Linked DNA regions of Arachis hypogaea: region 2 is linked to region 1. Evidence: chromatin contacts called from public Hi-C data. All regions are on one chromosome and are shown on one strand. The core of a region is the stretch at or near the end of the contact, and the rest is flanking DNA. Distances in the headings are between cores, read along the strand shown.

Region 1 (6,522 bases), core at 783-3,282:
CAATACTCTTTAATTTCATTCATTGATCATAATTCTGTTTCCTCTGCTTCAACACTTTCTGCATAATCTCCTATATCTCTGAACTCTATTAAGGGCATCATGTTGATGCACCTGATGACCTTGAGATAATTGATGTAAATGATCACATTCGTAACGTGTTAAGCCTTTTCAAAGTTGCATGACCGATTAGTGGATATAATCAATGGAATTTATCTTTCATGTGTACTTTTGAGATTTTAAATTTTTGGTGGATAATTTTGTGTTTTTTTTTTTCCATAGCATTTTAATCCAGCACGAAAAAAATTAATTCATATATGATATTTAGTGTGTATTATTTTTATCCATTCTTTATTTTATTTTTACCTCTGTTCTTCCCGGCATTATCGGTCTTCCAACGAACATTTCAGCCAATAGGCATCCAGCACTCCAGAGATCAACTCCAAATCCATAATTAGTTGAACCTAAGAGAAGTTCAGGAGCTCTATACCAAAGAGTCACCACTTTATTTGTAAGAGGGCCATTGGATTTGATGTCAAAAGAATGTGCAAGACCAAAATCTGCAATTTTCAGCACCCCTCTTGTGTCTACTAACAAGTTTGAAGATTTAATATCTCGGTGGATAACACCCTTTTCGTGACAGTATTGGAGCCCACAAAGCAGTTGTTGCATGTAACACTTTATCTTTTGCAACAAAATCATAAAGCACTCTATTATTACAAAGTTATATATTGATATATGAAAGTTCAACTAATCACATCTTCTAATTAAAACCAAACCTGTGGTTCAGTTAGTCTCACCGCCGGTCGGGCTATAATTCGTGTAAGGTCAGCATGCATGAACTCAAAAACCAAATATATACTGTATTGCATTCTTGATGTTGCTACTCCTTCAAGCTTGATCACATTCGGATGATCTAATGTGTGAAGTATCATAATCTCTCTCGCCATAAACTTTATACTCTCAGGATCAGATGTGTCAAACCTCACTTTCTTCAAAGCAACAATCTTCCCACTTCGCTTATCTCTTGCTTTGTACACATTGCTATATGTTCCACATCCTACCTGCATGCATATATTATAAGTTTTTTATTAGAAAAAGTTCACTAACCAATTTTTAGTTAGCGAACATTAACCTTTTAGAATTTAGAACTAAATATTTATAATTTGGTGCTTACTGAGATACATAGTGAGAATGTACAGAGATATAGACAGAGAGGGTGGATAACATATATAGGTCCCTTTATTTTTTTCAATAAAGCATGTCTCTGTATGGTATGTACCCTTCCAATATGTATATAAGTGCCAACCTTATGAGTTAGGATCTAAAATTTAAAATAAATAACATAATTTTAAACAAAAATACTATTTGTACATCAAAATCAGTCACCAATATATTTGTGTATAAATACATGTGTGGTTTAATTTATTTTTAATGTATATTTGTATTCTAACATGTATTTTATACTTGTAACTAACTTTAGTGGCTGATTTTAATGTACACTTAGCATAACTCAATTTTAAAATAGTCGGCTAATATTGACCAAAAAGAGTTGGTCTAGATACAACCTAAGACATGCCTCCTTAGTATTGTTACCTTTCCCAGTTTTATATAGGAATCAGCACTCTTTGGAACAAGAGTATCAAGAACATATCTTGGGATATTATCAACCAGCCACTTTGGCCATCCATCAACAAATTCATATCCTGCAATATTCTTCTCTTCATCATCGTCTTCTCTCTCAATCTTCTTCTCTTCTTTGGGAGCAGCCAAACTTTCTTTTCCACCTCGCAAAACCTGCTGTTCAACTGCTCCGGATAAATTATTCTTAATATTATTATTATTATTATTCTCCTTCACACTCTGTCTCCTACTCTCCCTTTTCATATCCGCATACTTAGAAGGATGATGTTTCCTTGAACCTTTCTTGGTCATAGCTTTGTTGCCATGGTGACCGTGACGCCGCTTAGACTTGACCTGTTTGCGAGGTGGAGAATCGACCATTAACCGGCCGAAGACACATCCCATGGCAAATATGTACGTATGTTTCAGTAACAACCAAAGTCAATGAAATAACAGTTACTTAAAAATGGGAGCTGTGTGAAGAAGAAACCAGAAAGTGATTCTGGCCTCACTAGCAAAGAAGCAAACGAAACAAACAGATATATGGAACCGTCCCTCTAAGCTGGCACATGGTAAAGATTTAAGAAGGAATAATAAGAATATTCCAATGAGGAGAAGATACTAGTGTCTCAGCCTATGGTTTTTCCGTCAGTTAAATTTTGAATTCTAATTATTGGACTATAAACAACGTAGGATCTCTGGTCTTAACGAAATGGTAGATTGTTAGTTATTTTCTGCTGCCAAGGCTGGCGTTACATTATACAAACAGCAAAATACGTCACAGTCTGGCTTCATTCTGTTTTTTGTAATTGGACTTTAACATATCCAATGCCGAAGCATCCATTTCTTTCTCTACTTTTGTTTTAGGGTCAATATAAAGATAAGGGTTTTTTTTTAAACATGCAAAGAAACAAAGCAAACACCATTCTATATCCGAGTGAATAATTTGCTGGAAATCAACATAAAGCTCAGACCAAATAACATGATTAGAGTTACTCTTGGCACCATATCTAACCATCCAATTCGCAGCTCTATTTGCTTCCCGAAACACCCACTCAACGTGAAGAAGAGAAGGGCAAATCTATTACTTCAGATGAATACCTACTTTTAAGATTATGCATGATGAACAGAATGTCAAGGCAATCCGTTTTACATGTAATATTCCTCAAAGCGCAATCTCAAGCTAAAACCAACCCCCTCCAAGCAGCAAATAATTCACATCTGATGATAGACCAGGAAAAATGCTTCCAGAGCAACCCGAGATCCAACCTTCCTTACAATCTCTAATAATACACCCAAATCCCACTACATTTGTATCTAGATACAAGTTTGCATCACAATTAACTTTAAAACTGTTGCGTGCCGGTGGTTCTCAACACAAACGATTTTGGAGAGACTTAAAGGCATAGTTTCGATTCCTGTAAACCTGTAAGTCCTTGGCGGTAATTTTGGCCAAGACAATAACCTTGTGATCTGTCCAAGGGTTGTTAGTATTGAATATGTCATTGCACATATGTATCCATACCCACCAAAGTCCTGCATCAAAAGACGCTTCATTGTCAGCTAAGGCCTTCCGAAACCATTCTTTAAGAGCAGTACCAACTGTCGAGTCCAGGATACCAAGATCCAATATATGCCAAATTGTCTTTGATCGTTCACAGTCTTTAAGGCAATGTTCCATTGTTTCCTGCGCCTTGTTACATCTCTTACACATATCTGAAGAAGCTAAATGTTGCTTGAATCGAAAGGTCTTAATCGGTAGAGTATCATATAAGCCAAGTCACATTGTGAATTTAAACTTCTCCGAAATGTTAGTATTCCACAGCCAGTTCCAGTTACTATTGGCATTCCAATTCAATGTTTTCTCCAATAATCATCTATAACCCTCCCTTACACTATACTCTTTTGTTGCTGCAGGCCACCAATCCCACTGTGACTCCAACTCAGTTGAACTAGGATATCTCAGACCACGTATAAACTGCTTAATCTCATGCGAAATAGACGTGGTAAGAATATCAACCTTCCAAGATACCCCTTTCCACAAGTCAGCCACTATGAAATCTGATTCAAAAATATGCACATAAGGAACAAGGTTGCACAGCTTACTAAAAGGAGTCCACTCATCATACCAAACTGATTTGTGAACATCCCCAACATTCCAATGAAGTCCTTTCTTGAGATGCTCATAAGTAGTAACAATGTTCTTCCAGGTAGCCGATGAAGAATTTCTACTGTTTCTGCTTATACTAGACTGATTTCTGAGATATTTATGCTTCAGAACCTGCACCCACAACTTCTCGCTATTATTTAGACAATCCCATACCAGCTTTTCCAAAAGCGCCATGTTGGCATAGGAAGTATCCCTAATACCTAATCCTCCTGCCCTTTTAGGAGTTATGGTGACCTCCCACCTGACCAAAGACCGCCCTTTCCTTGTCGCTTGGCCTTTCCATAAGAACTATCTTATCAAGGAATCAATTTTATTACATGCATACTTTGGGAGAAAAGAAATTTGCATGTCATAAATCGGGATAGAGGCCATAACCGATTTGACAAGACAAAGCCTCCCTACCTTATTCAGCAGGCATTCTTTCTAACTAGAGAGCTTCCTCGAAATTTTTTCAATAACCTCCTGAGTCGTCCTCTTGGAAGCTCTGGCATGGCCGATGCTAATTCTCAGGTATTTACCCAAATCATTGCAGAACCAGATGTTAGAGACCCCTGAGAGAACCTCTTTCCTCCTCTCTAACACCCTCTTGGAATACTGGACCTTCGACTTATAAAGATTTACCTTTAGACCTGACGCTCTAGAAAACAAGTCCAGGCAATGCATAACCTTTATTACTTGAGCTTTCGATGCCTTACAGAAAAGCAAGAGGTCATCTGCAAACATAAAATGAGAGAGTCAAGGTCCGTTTCTAGAAACTGCTACCGGGTTCCACGAACCTTGGAAAACTCTATACGACATAAAGCAGGCAAGCATTTTCATACAGAATACAAATAGGTATGGAGATATGGAATCTCCTTGCCTCAACCCTCTCTTTGGATTGAAATTTTGGAGCCTGTTCCTATTCAACAAAATTGCCAGTGAAGAGGAAGTCACACAATTTAATATAAGATTAATGGTAGTTTTTGAAAACCCAAATCGGACCAAAGTAGCTTCAAAAAAATGCCAATCTACCCTATCATAAGCTTTTTCCAAGTCAATCTTGAATGCCATGGTCCCTTTTTGAGATTTGGTGTTCCTCATGAAGTGCATAATCTCCTGAGTGATGATAATATTCTCTGTCATTCTTCTCCCTGGAATGAACCCGCCTTGCAAAGGACCAATGATCTCCGACAGGAAAGGTCTGAACCTATTAACAAGAACCTTTGTAACAATTTTATAAATTACATTACATAAGCTAATAGGCCGAAGCTCCCGTAAGGAAGAGGGAACTTCCACTTTAGGAATTAGAACAATGAGAGTATCAAAAATAGCCGCATTCATTAGCTCACCCTCAAAGGCTCGCTTGACCCACACACACACATCATTGCTAAGAGAGTTCCAAAACTCTTTATAGAAAATTGCTTGAAATCCATCTGACCATGGGGCTTTAAACAAAATCATGGTCATCACAGCTCTTTTAACCTCTTCAGACGTCACTGGTTCCACTAGCTTTTGACAAGCCTCAATACTAAGAGACAGGCAGGAAAAAGTCCCCATGGCGTCCAGGTCAATATCCTCCCTTGTAGAAAAGAGTTTTTGAAAGAAAAAATTTGCCGCCATTTCTAGAGTCGAAGTCTCTGTGGCCGAACACCCATCCTCAAAATAACCCATGAATCTTGTTCCTCTTTCGCCTGATAAACATCTGCAGATGAAAAAATTTTATATTTCTATCTCCACATCTCACCCACTGTTCTCTAAATTTTTGGTACCACAATATCTCATCTTGTAGGACAAAATTCAGTTCCTGATACAAAATTTTCTCTTTAATCCTAAGATGTTGATCCTCCCGACTCTCCAGAGCAATCTGAATGTCATTCAAAAGTCTCTCCAGCTCCCTTTTCTTAACAAAAATGTTGCCAAAAACCTTTTTATTAAAGCTAGTTGCATCTTTCTGAACCTCCAACAAACATTTGACCACATCCAGAGCTCCTTTATTCAAAGCTGTATGAACAATATTCCTAAAAAGAGGATGAGTCATCCATGCAGCCTAGAATCTGAACAGATGATGGCCCTTGGTAGCCCGATCTACCATGTTGCACCTAGTGAACAACGGGAAATGATCAGAGTGAAGGCACACTAGCACCTTATTATAAGCCTCCGGAAACATTAGTCGCCAGTCCTGGTTGATGACTGGTCTGTCAAGCTTCTTAGCCATCTGTACCCCACCTCTCACCTTCCTATACCAAGTGAATCTTCTCCCAATAGCCCCGATATCAAATAGCCCACAATCCTCCAACATTTTCGTAAATTGTTCTGCTCTGGCAAGACTGAACTGCCCCCTGCAACAGAACATCATTAAAGTCCCCTAACACTATCCAAGGTCCACGGATCATATTAGCAATTCTTGTCAAGTCACCCCACAGTTCTTTATGCTAATGTATATGTGGGTTAGCATACACCACACTACAATAACTAGAAGGATTGCCTATAGTGATTTCAAAACTGATACATTGATCAACTACATCCAACACTCTCATAGAAATATTTGAATTAGAACATAGAACCCAGATACTCCCACTATGACCATTAGCCTCAACAACAACAACACCCTGATAATCTAGATTATTCCAAAAATATTTCATTCGCTTGAAAGGAATATGTGTTTCAAACAAAACAAAAAAGTAGGGTGAAATTTATTCATTAACTCTTTACTATGAACCCGGACCAATTTATTAGAGGTCCCTCTAATATTC
Region 2 (7,228 bases), core at 3,478-5,977, 380 kb before region 1:
TAGCTAAAGGATACTATTTGAACTCTATGATGGTGAACTGTAGTGGGGAAGAATGTCAAGGTTATATCCTTTTAGCTGCGAATGCATCAGCTGACGAGTAGAAGTTTGATCAAATTTCCATAGTTAAAGAGTTTTCTAAAGTGTTTCCTGAAGATATTCCTGAATTTCTAGCTTAGTGTGAAATTGAATTTGTGATAGATTTGGTGTCGGGGGCGGGTCCAGTTTCGATTGCACCATATAGGATGGCTCTGATAGAGCTGGCTGAACTTAAGACTCAGTTAGATGAACTTTTGGGTAAGGGGTTCATTCGACCGAGTGTGTCTCTGTGGGGAACGCCAATTTTATTAGTGAAAAAGAAAGATGGAGGAATGCAACTTTGTGTGGACTATCGACAGTTGAACAAAGTGACAATGAAGAATAAGCACTCATTGCCGATGATCGATGACTTAATAGATCAATTGCAAGGAGTTGGAGTGTTCTCGAATATTGACTTAATGACAATTGTGCTTGCACAAGTATAAAAATTTTCATGTAATTGTAACCAAAGCGTTGCAATTGCATTAATGAATACAGGCATGTTTCTATCTTTACATTGATTAAATGTATTATATATTCAGGTGTCAAATTTAGTAGAAATCAAACTACTACTTTCTCCCACGAGATTAGAAAGAATTATCATTCTTCCTTAGGGATAGCAATTTTCTCCGGTGGGGCGGGTATCCATGGGGATTTACCCGCTGGGAGACATGTTTGGGGGGGGGGTCATTTTCTCTCTGCGGGGATGAGAGACAAGTATCCATTTAATAAATGGGGCGGGGCAGGAGAGAGGTACCCGTCCCGTGATACCCGTATAGATAAAATTACATAAATATATATATGATGGAAACAGAAAACCTAATTCACGCCTCTACCTCACTCCCTCACTCTTTCATCAAATAACTCTCACTCTTTCTAGTCTCACCTTCTCCGTCTTTCTTCCTATTCCTTCCTCCCTTGCCGCGGCTCACCTTCTTCCTCTCACTGAGTCGTCGGTGTCGCTCCGTGCTTGCTTCTCATAGCGTTAGCGTTGCCTGCGCCCGCGTTGCCGCCTCTACTCTGCGAAGACGAAACTGCTCCAGCCATGTCTCTGCCATCACTAGATTCTTCAGATCTGTCATTACCAGCCATGCCTCTGTGTCTAGAGGAGAGGAGAGCTGTCTTCTCGCTGCGCGCTTGAGGAGCAGAGAACCGTCACCACTTCATCGCCGTCCAGAGGACAGGAGAGCCGTTTTTATTCTACGCGCCTGAGGAAAATCATCGCAGTTTTCGTCACCGTCCAAAGGAGAGTTGTCTTCGTCGTCGCCGTTCATAGGAGATCCGCCTTCGTCGCCGTCCAGAGAAGAGCCGTCCTTTATTGCCGTCAGAGGAGAGCCGCTGTCGGTCACCTTCTTCCTCTCACTGCGTCACTCACTACTTCCTGCTCAAAGCTTCGCCGCCTCCGCGTCTGTTCCGCCTCTGCTCTGCCGCCACTCACTGATTTTAATGTATATTTTAATTTTTAATTGATGAAATTGCTATGGTTTGAATTCTATTAATGTGAAATTGGATTTAATTTTAGGTTTTGAATTCTGTTAGTTGATAAATTGGATTTAGAGATAAATTATGTTGCTGTGAAATTGGATTTAGGGTTTGGGATTTGAATTCTTACTGAAAAAATTAGGACATTGGATTATAATACTGAGTTTAAAGTTTAGACTATGTTAAATGTTAATCATCTTTTATTTTTCAATTTTTCTCTTTTTTAAAATTTTTTTTAATTAAAAAAAATCCATGGATATCCCTAAAGACCCCGATCTCCGGCAGATACGGGGTCCCCATTACTCGTCGCGGGGACGGGAACGGATTATGGGTGGCGGCATGTCCCCGCCCCATGAGGACCCGTTGCCATCCCTATTCTTCCTCATAGAGTCTCTCGCGAGTAAAATTTGTATGCTCCAATAATGGTCCAAACTTTATTAATTTAGAATGATTGATGACAAATTTTTATGTTGGCATTTTATGTTTAGATATAATTTTTATTTAACTTCTAAATTTGTACTTTTTTTTAAGATTTTAAGATTTTTGTTGAAGATATCATGAAGTATTTTAAATTTAGAAAATATTTTAAAATTTATATTAAATTATAATAATATTTTAGAATATTTATTTATAATTTATTTATTATTTTATTAAAAATAAATTTTCGATTGAATAATTGTTGAACCAATAAATTAATAAATCAATAATGGATTTGGCTATGGTGGAGAAAGAATTTTATGGTTCTTTAAGAACCTATTGATAAGATTCCTAATTTGTGGCCAATATTGCAACCGTACAGCATTTATGTACATTTCTAATGTGGCCTAAAATATTTTCTAATAGCAAACGAGTCCTTTATAATTAAAGCAATTTATTAATGTGTTGGCCTATATTCTTTATTAATAGCAACCATGTGCATTACTGCATTGTTATTCGAAGTATGAAAGAAAGGTTTTGTGAATGAATATTTTTTATTTAATATTTTTTTTAGTACAACTTCGATAAATATTTTCTTAATTTCTTTTGCTTTGTTATATTTATTTGTAAGTAATAATGAAACACGTAAAAAAAAAACGAGTAAAAAAAAGTTAAAATTAGACATTATTTTATATTTTTTATTGATGGTTTGGATAGTTTTTTTTACTAGTTAAAGGAGAATTATTTATTTTTCTAAAATATAACTAGAAAAAATATATATAGGAATTGCATGACAAAATTGATCAAAATAATCCTTATATAAACGTTTCTTGTTTTTTATTTTATAATCTTAACATTTTTATATTTTTTAATTTTATTAATTTTTTTTACTTATTCACGGTATCTTTTAATCTGACAAGTCAATGACTAATCTGTCACGGATCTGAACTCTATTTAAGAATTTGTGTTTAAGGGTTTGTGTTTATCGTTGCCAATAAATAACTGTATACACAAGATAAAATTCGAACTCTCAACACTTACTTAATCTCATTTTTACACCTTAAGAAATACAATTATCTTCAACATTATAGTGTTTATGTCATCATGCTAGATTGGGATTCTAATAGAGAATTTAAGGGATGAGAAACAACTTAACCACTACTAAGACATGCTATTTGTTGTTATATATTACGTTTTTTTTTAACTATATTACATAATCATATATTATATTTTTAATTAAAATATATAATTTAAAACATTCGATTATATATTACTTTTATATTTATTTAACTTTTTTATTTTATATTCACTCTTTTTTAAATTAATTATTTTTAATTATATAAAAAATAAATATTAAATTTTATTAAACATCTATAAATTAAAAAAGTAAATACTATGTGATTAATAAAAGTATTTTTGTTTATTTTTATAAATGTTTAATAAAATTTAATATTTATTTTAATAATTTTTTACAATTAAAAAGACAATTAATTTTAAAAAAAAGTGAACATAAAATAATAATAAAATTAAATTAAATATAAAATAATATTTAATTAAATATTTTATATTATATATTAATTAAAAATATAATATATGGTTATGTAATATAATTTAAAAAACATAATATATAATTAAAAAAAGTCTAATCTAATGATAGTTAAATTATTTTTTATCCCTCAAGTCTCTTTTTGAAACTCACATTTAAATATAACTAAAAAATAAAGAAAAAGATCCTTTTTTTTGTCAATAATTTATTTTCAGTAAAAAATTATTAGAATATTTATTAACAAATAATTTATATCTATACGGTATTTAAATGAGTTTTTATTTCAAAAGCAGAGATCCTGAGTAATAAAATAGAATAAAATAATTAAACTAAAAGACAAAATATGAAAAAATATTTTAATTATAATATATAATTAAACATATGTATAAAGTCTTTAATCTGATATCATGTTAAAATTAAATTAAAAATATATAAAATTTAAATTATTTTAAAAAAAGGTAAAAAAAATTATAAATTAAATTTGTATTATTTTATATAAACATACTTTTTATATACTGGTTTAATTTTTTTAATATTTATATATGTTTATCATTAGGCGCTAACGTGTCAAGTGATTCAATCTTTTATTATTAGGTGTGTATAAAAATAAATAACAACAACATTAGTTAGGATAATAAGTTATTTATAATTTAATTAAAATATTTTTACGTTCAAATTTTAAAAATAAAAAATATTTTTTATAAATTATATATAATAAATAATATTGAGAATGAAATTATTTTTGAATTCTTTTTAATTTTTATATCTTTATTATATTTTTAGTATAATTAATAATATTTAACAAAAATTTATTTTAATATATATATATTATTCTTAAAATTTTCTGAGTCCGTCACTAAATGCGTCACTAAATGCAGCATATTGACCTCTCAACGAATAAAATTTAATTCAATTATAAAAAGCAAAGAATAAAATTTAATTCAATTATAAAAAGCAAAATCATCTTGTATATAACATTTTAAAATAAAATATATATTTGCAAGTATTTGAATAAAAAAATTGTATTATATAATTATATATTTTTAACAAAATTTACAACAATATTTTTTAATTTTAACAAAATATAAATATTGCTACGTGATATGATTTGGAGACTCTTGCGGATGACAAAAAAAAATTTTCAGTTCAAACATTTGTGTGGGGCACAGATTGTGGTTATGTGACAAGAGAAGTTTATGATGAATTGCCATATTAAAAATGAACCAACAAACTTCTTAAAATTTTATAAACTGCCTTGATCCTTAGAGGACCACATTATACTTTCGCCATAGTAGAACCAGCCATCAATAATTATAACGGTTCAATGATCCGGTTTTTAGAACTTTGGTTCTCAGCAACCTTGGTTCAATAAACCCCCCCCCCCCCCCCCCCCCCCCCCGGGGCGCCCTCTCTCTCTCTCTCTCACACACAGCAGAAAACCCTAATCCCACCCATAATCCTCTCTTCTCTTCTCTTCGAATAACAGCCACCACCCAGGCACCCACCATCCTAATCCCACACTTCAGAGCTCAAACTCATCGCCGAGCCTTTCTCTCCCTTCTCTCTCTGTCGCTGCTTCGCTGCTCCTCGTCGTGGATCGTCGCCGCTTCTGTGCTCCTCGCCGTGGGTCGTCGCTGCTTCTCCCCTCCTCGTCGTTCTGCTTCTCCCCTCCTCGCCGGCGTCGTTTCTGCTTCTCTGCTCCGCATCGTGTCTCATCGTCGTTGCTTCTCTTCTTCGCGTGGAGTCCCGCAGTCGCTGATTTTCTACCTTTCGTCGTGTCTCAAGTCTCTGATCTCTGCTTCAACCCTCTCAGGTCTCAGGTCTCAGGTCTCAGGTCTCAGGTCTCAGGTCTCAAGTCTCTTCTTCTCTGCTTCAAGCCTTCAATCCTCTCAGGTCTCAAGTCTCAGTCTCTAACTCTCCCTGATTCTATCTCCTGACTCTATCCCTCTGAAATTTGAAATTTATTCTGAACATGCATATGATGAATTATTGATGATTCTGCTGAATTTTGAGATATGAATGTTTTGAATTTTTATTTGAATTCAGTCCGTTCATAGTGAATTAATTCTGCTGAGATTGAGTTATAAATTTAATTTTTAATTTATTAATTCTGCTGAGATTAATTTTTAAATCCAATCTATTGTATTTGTTTTGGTGAATTGTTGTTTTGCTGTTATTGATTCAAAATAAAAATATTGCCACAATTCTGCATTGAATTTACTATATGGCTTCATATGATTTGGTTGATTTAGTTGAATTATGCTTATGATTCTTAGGCTGGATACATGTTTTAGATGTTTTGCAGAGTGACTTGATTGACTTACAGAAATTCACATATGGGAGAGTTAATTTTTTAATAATTTTAGTATATATTTAATTAAAGCGGTTCAGTGCTTGTTTGGGCACTATTAAACCGGTCCGGTTCTAGCAACCTTCGTTTTTTCCTATCTTTTGTCGTCGTCTTCACAGTGAAAGTCTTCATAGTGAAAGACCCGATGCAAAATTTTGACATCGCTAATAACCAAAACCAATAAATCAAACTTAAACATGTGAAATAGAAAATATGGAAATTCAACAAGTTGTATAAAATACCCAACGTGGAAAATATAAACTTTGTTTGAGTTATGTGGCTGCACTTCCAACCTTATATTATGTTTTATGCCTTTTTTAACTTAATATTACCTAATTTTAATTTGGTTTGTCCCCCACCATGCTCATTTTGTTAGACACTGCTGCAATTCTCAAAGTTTGCCGTAAATATTTGCATAGTTTCCAATTTCCATGATGTTTTATGAAATTTACTATAGTTTTGTTATATAAGTTAGAATATATTTTTTAGCATATCTCATTTAGATTGTCAATTTTTCTTTTAAAAAAGAGATTAAATGTAACTCTTGGTTATTTGATTGTGCAATCTGCTTCAGTATAGGGATGCCGGAGGGTAAACTGCTGGTTGGACTTTCATGGCAACCACAGCTGTTGATTCCATCATCATCAAAAGCCACAGATGCTTGTCATAACAAACCTCAAAGTGAGGCATCTAATAGTAGTCTTTGGAAACCCAATACAGAGCTTGTTGATGGCCTTTTCGTTCCTCCTAATGATCCTAGAAAGTTAAACAAATTACTGAGAAAACAAGCTAAAGATACTGCTGGAAAAGATTGGTATGCAATATATTTTCTGGAGCAAATTTTCTTTTGCAATGCAACCATGGTTAAGTTTCTTTTTGTTTTTAAAACTGAAGAATCTTATTTTTATTACTTGTCTAAGTAGTTTTACACAGCTGACTAGCTGGGCTGGGTATAGGGGTGGTGACTTCCATTTTTAATCAAATAGAATTAGGAGATTGTTTAGTTATATCTTTCTTCCCCCCCTCTCTTTTTGGGAAACTATAAAAAGAAATTATGTAATATGTAGTTATCTGATCTTATTTGTATGTTTGTCAGGTTTGACATGCCTGCTCAAACCATCACTCCTGAGTTGCAGACAGATCTAAAGTTGTTGAAGGTGATTTTTGAGTTTTGATATCTTTGCCATTTTATGTTTTCCTTGGATTGGGCAACATGTACCTACATTCAAAATGGAAAGAACAGTTACTCAGATTTAGATTCTTTGTCAAGTTAACTTTATTTCATGTTAGTCTGTTTTCCTAACAAGATCCCTTTTCATAGTCTGTTTTACCCCTTTTTTTGGGCCAACTTAACTATC

What was found. A called contact is a pair of places that touch in the nucleus more often than the background predicts.
Region 2: a Hi-C map of an unstated tissue shows a contact between it and region 1, with 2.5 times the contacts expected there. The contact joins the promoter of LOC112783062 here to the promoter of LOC112786115 in region 1. A contact is called at or near these places in 2 of 8 Hi-C or Micro-C datasets (leaf and an unstated tissue).

Annotation. Positions count from the first base shown.
Region 1 is chr20:107,938,923-107,945,444 of arahy.Tifrunner.gnm2.J5K5, reverse strand. It overlaps LOC112786115 (probable serine/threonine-protein kinase At1g54610), which reads right to left and starts at 2,032. Exons shown (of 7, transcript XM_025829531.2): 1 at 1,594-2,032; 2 at 777-1,061; 3 at 364-681. The coding sequence starts at 2,025.
Region 2 is chr20:108,324,361-108,331,588 of arahy.Tifrunner.gnm2.J5K5, reverse strand. LOC112783062 (rRNA-processing protein fcf2) reads left to right here and starts at 4,727. Exons shown (of 6, transcript XM_025825817.3): 1 at 4,727-5,413; 2 at 6,450-6,684; 3 at 6,967-7,027. The coding sequence starts at 6,452.